3 separate regions of the Sus scrofa genome follow, and all the other regions are linked to region 1. Evidence: chromatin contacts called from public Hi-C data. All regions are on one chromosome and are shown on one strand. The core of a region is the stretch at or near the end of the contact, and the rest is flanking DNA. Distances in the headings are between cores, read along the strand shown. Region 1 overlaps SYN3 (synapsin-3). Region 2 overlaps SYN3 (synapsin-3). Region 3 overlaps SYN3 (synapsin-3).

Region 1 (2,912 bases), core at 66-2,565:
GCACTGCCAAATCGAGACCTCTGCATAGGTACCTGCCAGGTTACTGGGTAATATGATTGTGCCTGGCCAGGGCTAAGTTTGAAATCCACACAAACTAGAGAAGACAATGACCATTCTGCTAAATGGACCTGGTGCAGAAAGGGAGCCTACGAGGGTAGAATGTTTCAAACGTCTTCATGGTCTTTGCTTGCCTCCTCCTCCCTGGCATCTGTCACTCCTTGGCCCCCGGGCATTCAAGTTTACCACCCCTGGCCCCCGAGCTCTCTCATTGCAGCTTGACACTGCCTTGCTTTTCATTTTGGGAGAAATTGTGCTCTAGATGGACTAAATAAACCGCTTCAGTAATTCCTGATTTTTACCCCAGGCACAGTCCCTTTGGGGTATGGGAAATGTTCCCTTGGCTATCATGACAGTCAGAAGGCTTGGATGGGTCACCAACTTGCTATGACTTGAACAAATGACTTCCCTTCTGAGCTGAAGGTTCTCTGTGCAAAGAGTCGGGTGGACGGGAATAACCTCTGCAGTGCCTTCTAACCTCTAGCAGAGGAACTATTAACCCTTGATTATGCAAGGACCATGCCCCACAGTGGCAAGAGGGAATTTCTGTTGACAGGTTCCAGGCCTGGGAGCCCAAGAAACAGACTTTGACCCTAACTCACATGGCAATGGCCTCCTGCAGGCATCTAGCCAACAGACCAGCCAAAGTTCTCCCATCCCTCTGTGAGGAGTAGTAAGCATATTTTACCTACAGTGTGGCACAGGCATCGACCATCAGAGGGCTACTGGATAGGTCCCTGGAGGTGCTAGATGGTGGGAATTCTAGGATGTTGGCCCAGGGAGAGGCCAGAGAAGCTGAGGTGGTGGGAAGGCACCCCACAAATGACTACCAATGGGAACGAAGGTATTTAACCATTGTAATAATGGGTACAGCCAGGCAGGTGTGTATCCATTGAATGTCAGCTCAGCCCTCATCAGAATACTGCCTATCCCATATACAACAAGGCAGACCCGGATGCTGGCAACAGAATGAAAAGCGAATCTGCCCCCAACCCCCAGCCCCTGGGGACCTCACGGCACCCACCTCCCCCTCACGAGCTTGCTTTACTCCAGGCCACCCCCGCCCGTGGACATTGGCAAAGAGCAGGCACCATTCCAAACCCTGACTTCATGCTGACCATCAAATCCCCAAACCAGGGAGGGAGCAATGATGTCATTGTCCCTGTGTTTCAGAAAAGCAATAATCAGACGCAGAAGAGGATCGACTTTCAAGGCAGAAGGCCAAACAGTTTATCTTGGCAAAGGCCTCTGAGGATTGCCTCATAGAAAGAAAGGGCTGGCATGTGCATGAACATCATTTGTTATGAGCTGGGAATCTGCAGTGTCCTTGGAGTCAGGAAAACCTCGGGGACCCTGTTGAGATGGAGGATGTCGAATCTGAAACAAATGAGTATTAGTGTCATCTCTTCCCGTCAGAACCCTCTCTTGGGGAGGGAGGGGGCACCTCAAAGCTCAAGGAGGAGCCTTTTTCCAGCAAAGCTATGCCACTCCACCCTGGACCCAAGTCCTCTCCCATTAATATAAAGATGTCACCAGTTAAATTGGAGTAAGTGCCACAAAGGCAGGAACTTTGCTCCCTGCTATATCCTGGCATCTGTACACAGTTGAAAGATCAATAAATATTTGCTGAATGGATGACTAGGAGGAGAGAGCATGGATTGGGGAGTAGCCTCCTGGATTCGAGGGATCCAGGGGCATATCCAGGTCTGCCAGTCGGGCTTGGCTGGGCAGGCTGGGGTGATGAGGTGCAGCCATTGATTGGTTGCATATTTAAAACCGTCAACCATACTTCTCCCGTGATTCACAATCTTGCCTTCATGCTTCTGCTAGCCTTTAATCTTACTTGTAACAGTTATCTGGTCAACCTTTGGTGGTAAACACTGTTGAAAAGGCCCCGTTTTGGGAAAATAGGTTCAGGGGGAACAAGTCTCCCTGACCCCTACTTCTGCTGGGCTCTAACCCAAGCTCCATCACATCAGTGACCTTAAGCATGACACCTCCCCTCTCTGGGCCTCCATTTCCCCTTCTACAAAAAACAAAAACAAAACAAACAAACAAAAAAACAAGATAAACAAGAAGTATCCAGTGTTCTGAACTTTCAGAAGGAATTGTCTAAGCTCCCTTGTAGAAACAGAAGTCCATAGAATCTCCCCTAAAAAAATGCAATTCTTCGCAGACACAGGGGAACATTTTTGCATCCAGTATCTTGAGGTCCACCTCCCGTGTAGCCTGGCAAGGGAGCCCAGGGTCAGAGCCTTTTGGACATACTGATCTGTAAGTTCCTCCCAGCTCTGACTTTCTGGGATATTAACTAAAGTGTGACTGTGAGAAAACGCATTCCAGCTGCTTTCCTCTGAGGGCCGTCCTTCCCCCCTGCCGCAGCCAGGCTCCCTCTCACCTGCCCCGAGGGAATGAAGGAGTTTGAACTTAACTAATAATGGCCCCAAATACAGCCCCTAGTTTCCTCCAGACCCAGACCTCAAGTCAATAAAGGTAGCCCTCACGGAAATGAGGTGGAAAGCAAAAGGAAATCCAGGCAACTCAGCCTAAAAGGAATTTCCTCTTCTCTGCTTCTCCTTCCAATTTGGTCTTTCAAGGTTTGACGAAGGTGGGGCTGGGGGTGGGAAAAAATGCTAAGAGATTTTTTTTTTCAATTGAAGCTCAGAGGAGGTAGAGATGGGCGACAAAATAGAGAGGTCAGGCACAGGATACAGGGCAGAGGACCCTGATGAGTATGGGCGGGACCTCTGTGCATAGTCCAGGACAAATAGGACTTTTCCAACCCGCTAGTTTTTGCAAGCTATTTACAAAGCTGGACTAATCCAGCCCAGCTGTGAGACTCTAAGTAAACAAGG
Region 2 (2,710 bases), core at 53-2,552, 70 kb before region 1:
TGGAAAATACATGTGGACCCCAAATCACATGTCTTGTAAGCCAGGACGCTCATCAGCTCTCCCCCTCTGGCTGACTGTTATAAGGGGACCGATGTACTTTTGCTGCAATGAATTTTCTTCCCCTGTCCGTTAATGAATTCAGTCCATCAGCACCTGCTTACATGCAAGGCATTTTATTCCTAGACTCTGGGCATAGTGAGCAAAACATACCAGACAAGTCCCAAGGAGCTTACATCTAGTGGGAGGGACAAACAATAAAATTAGTCCTATAATATGAAATGGTGCTAAGTTCTATACAGAATATAAAACAGTTATGAAGAGTGCATAGGGAGATGGGCAGAGAAGGAAGCCAGGTCAAGTGAGATAGTCGGAATAGGCTTCTCTGAGGAGCTACTTGAGCTGAAGCCTGTATCCAAAAAAAAGCCTCCGGCCATGGGATAACTAGAGTGTACTCCTGGCCAGGGAAAGAGCAGGTGCAGAGGCAGCCTTGATTGGAGGGTCAGGGTGTTTCTGCTCAGCTGCAGAGATGCATTTAATATGGATGAGGTTAGCAGACTGGGGTTAAAAAGCCAGAAGGACCATGAAGTGGGCAGGAGCCCACATAACCACCATCAGGTTGCCAAGCCAGAGTCAAGGCTGGAAAGAGGGGACAGGTCGCCACGCTGAAGAGCAGGTATCAGATACCCCAACAGAGGATCCAGCAGGTCTTGTCCTGTACGTCACTCTTCATCTGCCTCTGACCATCGACTAAATCCTGGAAGCATGAATTTCCAAAAAGATATTCAAATTTACTCAAGATATGCATGTTTCAACAAAATTACATGAGAAGTCCATTGTGGTCATTCAAATGAATTGGCAAAGAGGGAAATTATGGGTAATACCCAGAAGTATTGAAAAAGCCTCTCAGCTTACAAGGAACTGATTCATTCAAATGATAGCAAGTTAATGAGAAGGAGAGGGCATAAGCAATTATTTTGAGGACACTTGCACAATAACCCAGAGAAGAACAAGAAAGCCCTTGGGAAGTGCAGGAATGCTGAAGAATCTCGCCTCTCTATTAACACAGTTACTCTCCTCCTCTTTCCACCTCTTAAAACCAGCTCCTCTTTCTTACTCCTAAGTTTTTTCTCCCATAATACTTTTGCTGGTGCTTAGCTAACTGACCCCTTTTGTCCACTGTTAAGCTGTTGAACTTTAGACCTGTTTCCCATTGCTCATGGATAAATTCTTTCTGTATTCCCAGAGTAAACTCCCAAAAGAAGAACTCTGATTGGCTCAGACTATCTCTTTGCGCTGCATGACTAACCGTCCTTGGCCCAGGTGATCACTCCTGCGCCAGTCGGCTGTAGCAGAACTCAGCACTGGCCTATGTGTGGTTCTGATAAAAATCCTGGGTGCATTATTGTCACGGGTTGTGTAGGGTGACCTACTCATCCCATGTGCCTGGGACTTTCCAGATTTTAAAACTGAAAATCATGTCCCAGGACCCTCCTCAGTTTGGGACAAACTGGGTCAGTTAGTCACAGTACAGTGGTGGGTGGGACAGTTCCCTACAGAGTTCTGCAAGGACAGATGGTGAGCTGGACACCTTTGGCATCCAGGATGTGGGAACGTCAGTGTTTTTATCCACTGATGGTGGGAGTGAAAATAGTTATGACCTTTCTGGGGCTGGGGGTGGGGTGGGGGGCATCTGTAAATATATATGAAAAGTAAAAAAAAGTGTGGTTTTTTTTTTTTTTTTTTTTTGTATTTTTAGGCCACACCCACAGCACATGGAAGTTCTCAGGCTAGGGTCAAAATGGAGCTGCATCTGCCAGCCTATGCCGCAGCCACAGCAACTTGAGATCCAAGCCATGCCTGTGGCCTACACCACAGCTCATGGCAATGCTATATCGATCCTTAACCCACTGAGCGGGGCCAGGGATCAAACCTGCGTCCTCATTGTATACGAGTTGGGTTTGTTACCACTGAGCCACAACAGGAACTCCAAAATATGTGGGTTCTTTGACTTAGAAGCACTTGAATAATTAACCAGAAGCACTTGAATAATTAACCCAAAATAATCAACCCAGGGTGTAAGGATTCACGTGCAAATCCGTTCATTGAAGCATTATTCATAAAAGTGAAGTAATGGAAGTAACCTAAATAAGTGAGATAAACCAGAAGTACTTCGCAGCCATTAAAAATAACGGTGTAGCTTCGTAAATATTGATACAGAACTTTGCCATGACATATTCTTAACAAGAAAAGGAAGTAATTAAGTATTTATTATTATAAAAAATAATCACATTTATGTGAAATGGAATGCATCAGAAAAAGCTGTGGAAGAATTCTCTGGTGGCCTATCAGTTAAGGACCTGGAGTTGCCACTGCTGTGGCTTGAGTCACTGCTATGGCACATGTTTGATCCCTAGCTTGGACACTTCCACAGGCTGTGGGAGTGGCCAAAAAAAAAAAGTTGTGGAAATACCCAGGGTGAGATTAGAGATGACATTTATCTTTAAACTATTTTGATTTTTCTGAATGTTTTGCAATGCATAATTATTCTTTCTGTATTTGGATTTTTTCCCATTTTTTAGACATAAAAAAAAAATCCTGAACCAAGAAAGCCAATGAAATAGTGTTTTCATTTAAAAGATGTTTTTATTTTCCAATTTTGTTCTGGTCCATTAATTTTAGGACACATAGGGGCTTGATTCACGTTCCAACT
Region 3 (2,700 bases), core at 5-2,504, 89 kb after region 1:
GAAAGAATAGTAAACAAGTAAGGGCGCTGAAGGTTAGGAACGGAGCGTGATAGAAGGAAAATTAATTGTAAGAGAGAGGCTCAAAGGGGCTCGGAGTCCCAGACTCTCCCCCTCAACTTCCTGCAGCCCATGCATCCCACAGGCCCACAGTTCCTGATGTCCTCCAGAGCTGTTGCCTACAGGTCTCTGTAGTCTTTTCATCACCCTCCCCACACCCCCACAACTTCCTCTCCACCTTCTCCCAATCCCACAATGCCCCTCTCCCTCCAGAGGCCCCAGCCTCCTCCAGTCCCACAATCCCCATCTCCCCTCCATGCTGCCCATGTCTCTCCTGGCTCCACAGTCCCCATCTCCCTGCATAGCTCCCCCTATGTCTCTTCCAATCCCACAATCCCCCTCCCTCCATGACTCCCCCCATGCCTCCCCCAATCCCACAATCCCCCTCCCCTCCATGACTCCCCCCATGCCTCCCCAAATCCCACAATCCCCCCTCCCCTCCATGACTCCCCCCATGCCTCCCCCAAATCCCACAATCCCCCCTCCCCTCCATGACTCCCCCCATGCCTCCCCCAAATCCCACAATCCCCCCTCCCCTCCATGACTCCCCCATGCCTCCCCCAAATCCCACAATCCCCCTCCCTCCATGACTCCCCCATGCCTCCCCCAAATCCCACAATCCCCCCTCCCTCCATGACTCCCCCCATGCCTCCCCCCAATCCCACAATCCCCCCTCCCTCCATGACTCCCCCCCATGCCTCCCCCCAATCCCACAATCCCCCTCCCTCCATTACTCCCCCCATGCCTCCCCCCAATCCCACAATCCCCCCTCCCTCCATGACTCCCCCCAATGCCTCCCCCCAATCCCACAATCCCCCCTCCCTCCATGACTCCCCCCATGCCTCCCCCCAATCCCACAATCCCTCTCTCCCCTCCGTGGATCCTCCCTTGCCTCCCCCAATGCCACAGTCCCCCTCTTTCCTCCATGGCTCCCCATGTCCTTCCTCACTTCACAGTCTCCATGTCCCATCCTAACTCCCTTTCCCTGCCCCCTGTCCCCTGCCCCCACCACCCCAGCCCAAGGCTCTCCATTGCTTCCTCTGAAAATGCCCTCTGGCTCAGAGTTCTCCCTTCCCTCCCTAGCCTCGCCACTCCACACTCACACCCCCCAGAGCTCCTTACGGCACTTCCCTTCCATGGCCTTCTCCTCAAACCACAGCAGAGAGGCAGTGCTGACACAAGGCCAAGACACGTGAGGGAGAGCCCTGCGGCTGCCCCCCTCCCTGGGGTGTGGGCGGCTAATGGGAAGCACATGGCCGGGGTGACCGCAGGAGCCAGCCAGTCCTCCATCCCCGCGTGTCTGCTCCACACCCAGGACCCACAGCGCGGCAGGGCCAGGTGACTCCATGGATGGGAGCCCTGCTGTTCGCCCCCAGCCATGCCAGGCGGGCCTTCATACTCCAGCCTAGGGAGGAGCCAGCTTGGAAGTGAAGGGGAGGGAGTCTAGGGTGGACACCATTCCTCTGCCCACACTCACCCACCCCAGAAAGACCAGGTAGCTTCCAAGGATGAGTTGCATCTATACTTGCAGGTTCAGTCCTGCTCTAGAAAATAGCTCTCCCCTCAAGTCCCCTCACCAACCCCTCCTCAGAGGACATTGAAGGAGCTGAACTGCTGGCCTGTGTACTTGCTTCTAAGCAAGCGCCAGGCTGCTCCCTGGAGGAAGAAGGCTCCCACCTTCCTGAGGATGCCTGGGAGCTGCAGGCCAATACTGGGGGTATTGCCTCTCCTGAGACCCTTCCTGGCCCGCCTGCCTCTGCATCTCTGCACAGAGACCACCAGACATGAACACAGCTTTGGCACACATGCAGTCATGGATTCATTCATCCATTCATTCATCCGCTATTGAGCCCCTGCTCTGGACACCAGACCCCAAGCCAGGTGACGGGGATACAGCAGTGAACACAATAGTAGAGACACTGTCCCTTAGAGCTTCCACCTGGGAGGCGAGAGGCAATCAGCAGATGAAGGACCCCTGCACTCCCTTCCCCTCCCTCCTGGGAGTGCAGCCCCTTCTGTCTTGCTTCAGCATTATCTCTGCCCTCAAGAGCTCCTGCATCTCTGAGTTTCCTCAAAATTCCCTCTCAGGAAACAAAAATTTGTACCCGAGGGGCCAAGGCTCCCTACCTCCAGACATTCAGAGGGTCAGGAATGAAAGACCTTTCACATTAAAATAAAAGAAAAAAAAAGTGGGTTTGGACTTTAAAAAACAAGAAAACATCTTCCAAAAATGTTACAGGAGGGAGGGGAAAATGACTTTTTAGATTTTCTTTTTTTCTTTCAGAAACATTGCAGAGTTGTTTCCCTGGCTTTTCAGTTTAGAGTGGGGTCAAGGGAGATGGGGAGCTTTTTACCAAGAAGATAAAAGATATTTTTTCCCCAGTTGGGGAAAAAAAAAGACAGAAGAGATCCAAAAATACTGATTTCTTCAGCCGCCTCTGTGGTGAGGACATAAAATTTGTGGGACATGTTTTGTGAAGGTCCTCACAGTGAAATACTCGGGGGAAAGACCCTTGAACTTGTCCTCCATGACCTGTCCAAGCAATGACATTGCTCACTGGAAAAAAATGTTTCCCTGGGGAGACCAGAATGTCCACTTCCTTTGGCTATGTCCACCGTGGGGACTCCAAAATGCTCTGACCT

Evidence for each region. A called contact is a pair of places that touch in the nucleus more often than the background predicts.
Region 2: a Hi-C map of liver shows a contact between it and region 1, with 4 times the contacts expected there. A contact is called at or near these places in 3 of 47 Hi-C or Micro-C datasets (heart right ventricle, liver and skeletal muscle) and 1 of 2 datasets of targeted methods (skeletal muscle).
Region 3: a contact with region 1 is called in a Hi-C map of subcutaneous adipose tissue, with 2.0 times the contacts expected there. A contact is called at or near these places in 10 of 47 Hi-C or Micro-C datasets (alveolar macrophages, embryonic fibroblasts, heart right ventricle and 6 more) and 1 of 2 datasets of targeted methods (skeletal muscle).

Annotation. Positions count from the first base shown.
Region 1 is chr5:12,395,171-12,398,082 of Sscrofa11.1, forward strand. The region is part of intron 6 of SYN3 (synapsin-3); the gene reads left to right. LOC102167235 (a long non-coding RNA gene) reads right to left here. Exons shown (of 3, transcript XR_298408.3): 3 at 1-1,434. Among named protein-coding and RNA genes, the nearest start is that of FBXO7, 130 kb to the right of the region's middle.
Region 2 is chr5:12,325,134-12,327,843 of Sscrofa11.1, forward strand. All of the region lies in intron 6 of SYN3 (synapsin-3), which reads left to right. Among named protein-coding and RNA genes, the nearest start is that of TIMP3, 84 kb to the left of the region's middle.
Region 3 is chr5:12,483,762-12,486,461 of Sscrofa11.1, forward strand. The region is part of intron 10 of SYN3 (synapsin-3); the gene reads left to right. Among named protein-coding and RNA genes, the nearest start is that of FBXO7, 41 kb to the right of the region's middle.